2 separate regions of the Gossypium hirsutum genome follow, and region 1 is linked to region 2. The links are chromatin contacts, called in public Hi-C maps. All regions are on one chromosome and are shown on one strand. Each heading gives the region's core, a stretch centred on a gene start, on an enhancer-like site or on the middle of the called end of the contact. The rest is flanking DNA. Distances are from core to core; before and after follow the strand shown.

Region 1 (2,700 bases), core at 121-2,620, 150 kb after region 2:
AATCACCTTAATCAGTAGTATTAAAATGTGTACAGAATTATTTGCAATGAATTCTCTCCAATCCTATGAAATTAATAATTGCAGACATATATATCTGGAAGCTAAAAAAATGCTCTCTAACTTGCAACTTTCTGGCAACAATGGGGTGGTAGTCCTCATCTTGAAAGTGATCGTAATACTAAAAAAGTGAGATTTAAAGATAATCTAGTTGAAGAAGACATCATTATGGATGGGGATCCGGACCCAAAACCGATTTTGTCATGGAAAGACAAACTTTTGGGGGGTTTTACTATTGATTCTAGCCTGGATCATACTGTTCCTATTGAGAGGAACGAAAATGATTTTGAGTTGCTTGAAGGAGATGTGAATACAACCACTATTGATGGTGTCCCGACTATCACTTTTTCAGATCGTATAAAGAACATTCTTTTCAGAGAAATGAAATTGACGGTCATCGTTAAACTTCTAGGGCGTAACATTAGTTATAATGCCCTACATAATCGCATTCTTTCTCTTTGGAAACCAGTGAATTCTATTTGAATAATGGACACTACTAACAAATATTTTTTGGTTAAATTTCAGGCTATTGAGGATTATAATAGAGTATTGTGGCAAGGCCCTTAGATTGTCTATGACCAGTACCTGACTGTCCATCCGTGGACTAAACATTTTAGTCCCTCACAACCTTACCCTAGCATGGTGCTGGCCTGGATACGTTTGTCGAATCTTCTGGGACACCTTTATAAACGGAAAATAATAGAAGCCATTAGGGGCCTCATCAGGAAGATGGTCAAACTTGATGTTCAGACTGACAACCAAACCAGAGGGAGATTTGCTCGATTGGCCGTTTATATTAACTTGGAAAAACCTTTAATTTCACAGGTTATTGCTGATGGAGCCATCCAACGCGTTGAATACGAGGCCCTTCCGACCGTTTGCTTCGCTTGTGGTAAGTATGGGCACGTTAAAGAAATGTGCACAATGGCTGTAATAGAACAAAATCTAGTGGTGCCTCATAGAGAATCGTCGTGCGGGGTGGGCAGTTCAAATGGAGGCAAATCGGACGACGATTCAATGGTTTCTAGAAGCAAGGAGAAAGAGCCGGAGTTTGGGCCATGGATGTTGGTGGAAAAGAGATATTCACGACGAGGGAAGAGAGATTTCTTGATGGAGGTTATGGAGAAACAGTCAAAGCAACCGTTAGGGATTAGATTCTCGGTGTTGATGGGGGAGGAGGATTTTATTGGTGAAGGGGGATCGGTTGATGGAGGATTTTTAAGGGAAAATGAAAATAGGAAGGTGGCTGCTAATCTAAAGGGTTTTAAACCTAGTGTTAGTAAAAATATTGAGGGGGTTTCTCTTGACAAGGCTGGTCATAGGGTTAATAAAGGGATGGGCTTACCTAATAGGTCTAATATGAAGAAAGGTTTGGGTAGTGAGAATTTAGAAGGAATGGGCCAAATGTCCAAAGATATTTTGAATAAATCTTTGGGGAAAAGGCCTATGGGTTTGGACGATTTGGATAATAATAATGAGGAATCTTCGGATAAATTACACATTTCAAATTTTTCTAACGTTGTTTCAGCAGTTTTGAATTGTGTAGATTCACAAAATGATACCCATTTCGATGTAGTAGGTGCTCAAGGTCCCTTGGCTTCTAAAAATCAAACCAATATTGATGCCGAAGACTTGGAAAAAATTAAAGCACATTATAATCCCGTGTTTGATGAGTCCGAAAGCTTTATTGTTCCTATATCTGATAATACTCTTGATCCATGTAAGCATTCTGCTGTTATTTTTTTTAAAAAAAGATTCTTTCTAAACAACAGGTTAAATTGGATTTGGGGTCTATGGAGTTGCTAGAATTGGTCTCAAGTCTTATTTTAAACAATTCTAAAGACAGAAGAAGCGATGGTAGTCGAAGCAACCGTAAGACCTCTTTTTCTCTACGAGGTAAAGGGAATCGGTTCAAAACTTCTGGGAACATGCGCATTCCTCTAGCAGAGTCTATGGAGGCGATGGCGTAGCTTTTATCTTCTCAAATTCTCAGCAAGAGTTTGAGTGCTGAGCTAGATGGAGTTGGTTCTAATTTAGAGGGCAATAACGGCCTTGAAATTTAGGTTTGGTCTCTTTTCTTTATTATTATTTTTTAATGAATATTACCGTCTTTTCGTGGAACTGTCAGGGCTGTGCTAATGTTAAATTTCCTAGAATTTTTTTGGGAATATTATATGGAATTAAAAACCGGCTATTGTTAGTCTTCTTAAACCAAGAGTAAGTGGAGCCAAGGCTAACAAAATTATTACAAAGTTTGGGTTCCAGTTTTCCCATCGTGTGAAGGCGATCGGCTTTTCTGGGGGTATTTGGCTAAAATGGAAAGATTCTGTTCGTTTTGAGGTGGTTCGTAGTCATCCACAATTTATTTTGGCTTGGGTTTGGCAGATGCCTTCTGCATCCTATCATTATTTCTTTTATCTATGGTAGCCCCAACAGGCAAGCGCGCCATTTTCTTTGGAATGATTTGAGGACTAAAAATCTGCTTGGGCAAATTTCTTGGATGGCTATTTGTGGTTTCAACGTGATCCTTACCTCATCTGAGAAATCTGGAGGTCTCACTAAGGGTAGGCAATGCCCACATTTTGGTGATTTTGTTGACTTTGTTGAGCTACATGATTTAGGGTTTAGAGGGCCACCTTTCAC
Region 2 (2,927 bases), core at 30-2,529:
TTGCAACAGAACCTTCATCTGCAGTGAATTCCAAAACACCTGAATGAGTGGTCCTATTATTTCCCTTTTCATCATCCTTAGTAGCAGAAGAACCCTCTTGATGAACCAGCGACAACTGAAAGTACATCGGTCCCTTGTCAAATGCACCTTGATCAGACAATTCTGTGAAACAGGATGGTGGCAATTTGATCTTATCTCCACTACCCTGAAAAGGTACAGCTTCTAAGATTTTATAAAACACTACTCCTCTTCCCGCGAGTAAACTTTCTCCCATTTGCTGTTCAGCCTGAGCAAGACAAATAAAAATATTAGAAGCGCCCACTACTAAATGTACCAAAAAATGTCAATACAAAATAATTAAAGCATATACGCAGGCATCAAGCAATCATAAGAGTTCATACATAAACCATGGTAGATTGAAATATCCAAATAGAATAATTAACTCAAGGTATGTTCAGTAATTAAAACTTACAGATAATAGGAAAAAGGGTTGTAAACACTGGAATTGAACTCAAACAAATTGGACGTCACCTTTTAAAGGTGGTTGCAAAAACAAAGTGAGCTAAACCCTGATTCTAGAACAATCAAGATTACCTCTTACTATTGTGTTAGCCAAATTGTTGTGGGCTTTCATATTTTTTTCAAAACCCAACACATATTCAGTTGCAATACACATCCATGTTTTTAGCTATTTCAAGTAAAGCATCGTTTGCCGTATCGAAATTTTGATGCGAATCGACACAACGTATATGATCTCAATAAACCTAACCAATGAAAAATTCAATAATTTCCCCATAAAATAGTTCCCATCTAACCGCCTAACAATGACAATGAAAGTTAATTTCCGGATTATTATATTCAAATTCAATAGAAAGATCGACAAACATATATTTCAAAAAACCAATAAAAAGATGGGGGGGGGATAGTAGTACCTTGAGCTGAGCTTCAATGGCATCAAGCCTTCTAGATCTTTGAGCAGCTTCAATGGCATCTCGTTGTTTCTTAGCCTCTTCTTTTGCTTTCCTCTCTCTATCTAATTTCAGCTTGGCCCTTTCCTTCCTTTCCCTCTGCTCTTTGTCAAGCTTCTCTCTGGCTCTCCTTAGCTCAAAATCCATAACTTCAAAAAATTCTCTTAATTTCTTCGAAAAGTTGGTTTGGGATATATTTTTTCTTGCTGTTTAAGATTGTTTGAAATTTGTGATGTTTAATGAAAATATAAAAGGAAGGAGTTGTAGAGTTGGTCAAGATTTCGGGAAGCAAAGAACTGTTTTAATTTTTGCTTTCCATATAAGTTCGAGAAAGGTCTGGGCCTTTCTACCCAATAAATGGGCCGGGTTTACACCTACCAAATCTAATAATCCCAATTTAAAAACTCCCTATTTAACTTAAAATTACTTACTCAAATTAAATTAATTTTGTTATAAATATTTTATTATTATAGAAATATATGTTTATTGAGATAAGAAGTTTGATATATATTAGAATTCTAATTGTTCGTTAGGAATAGAATTTTATATAACTTATATTTTGTATGTTTATAAATGTAGAAACATTGTAATCATCCTTATTAATCAATAAAGTTCATAGTCCTCTTTGTTCTTCTATTTCTTTGGTTGCTTACCTTAGTTATTATTTATTTCATAACAAGTTATCAATATGATCCCCTCTTAGTTTCTTTTCTAAATTTTTTTCTCATTTCTCCTAATTTTTTCCCAATTTTGAAAAAGAGAAAAAGAATTTCCAAACACAACATGAGCTTTGTACTCGTACCTCGAACCCTCAATTTTTTTCCAAGCTCCTTAATCATTCGACCACCATGTAAATTTCCAAATCACAATCTTGTCTATGCAATAAGAATTCCTTTTTCAATTAGCCACCACTTGAAACTTAGCATCTATAGGGGATAAAATAAAACTTTCTGTTCCTAAAATGACAAAAACTTAATTCTCATAATCTTTTAACCACTCAACTACCCAAATACCATTGTTAATTTACGTCAAGAAATTTATAAAGCCTATCAAGTTCAGAGAAAAGAAAGAGAAGGGAAAACTAGAAAAGATAAGGATTCAAACTCGAGACCATTAATAACCATCCTTGCCTTTAATCACTAGGCTATCACGTCATTTTGAAAAATATGCACCAAGAAATTTATTTGTATCTGTACAATTTGTTACCATTCAACGATTAAAGATTAGATCTATTCTTCTAGGCATAGACACCATATGCATGGATTTACAGGAAGTTTTCTTTAAAAATATTTTATGTCTAGATTTATTTTAATTTTAATTCATAATTGATTATGGTTTATCTGATTAACTTTTTTTAATTTTATATTTTTAAGAATGACGAAAAAAATTATATTTTGTATGAATCATGCTTGCTATGAATATATACCTATTTTGGTATGGAAAGATTTTGTTATTGAATTATATTATATATGATGCTTGGATATCTGTCTTTTCAATTTTGAAAAGGATAGAAAAAGATGGGGTTTGATTGTGAAAGACACTTGAATTGTGGATTAATTTAAGAGAAATATGACTATCGAAATGTGATAAATGTATTTAAATCTCATTATGATTAGATGTATCTGAGGTTGCAATTTTTAAATTTGTAAGTGAACATAACTCTACAGTATTGAAGATGAGTTCTTAATTAAAATTATGTGAGAATATTACTAACGAGAACTTGTTAGAGATTTTTTTTTCAACTTCTCATACTTGAATTGTGCTCTTGCAGTAGTAATTTCGTGAAAAATATTTGAAAATATATTCTAAATTAATATCATGTTTACATGTAATTAAACAAAATAATGGGCTATTAATGAAAATCATGAAGCCCATCCTACTAGATTTGCTTCATTCCTTGAAACGAATGCAACAATACATGATAAATTCAAAAGATGTAATCGTGGACATGGTGGTGGA

The links. Hi-C and Micro-C count contacts between places; a contact is called where the count stands out from the background.
Region 1: a contact with region 2 is called in a Hi-C map of leaf, with 2.9 times the contacts expected there. The contact joins the enhancer-like site here to the promoter of LOC107955651 in region 2. A contact is called at or near these places in 2 of 34 Hi-C or Micro-C datasets (both in leaf).

The regions. Positions count from the first base shown.
Region 1 is chrA07:87,319,596-87,322,295 of Gossypium_hirsutum_v2.1, forward strand. No RefSeq gene overlaps it. Among protein-coding and RNA genes, the nearest start is that of LOC121204243, 31 kb to the left of the region's middle. Within about 2 kb of position 1,371, at least 9 of the 9 cell types and tissues checked have an H3K27ac peak or open chromatin away from gene starts, as enhancers often do. A contact at or near this core is called in leaf, where this site is marked.
Region 2 is chrA07:87,165,633-87,168,559 of Gossypium_hirsutum_v2.1, forward strand. LOC107955651 reads right to left here and starts at 1,280. Exons shown (of 3, transcript XM_016891454.2): 1 at 933-1,280; 2 at 1-286. The coding sequence starts at 1,115.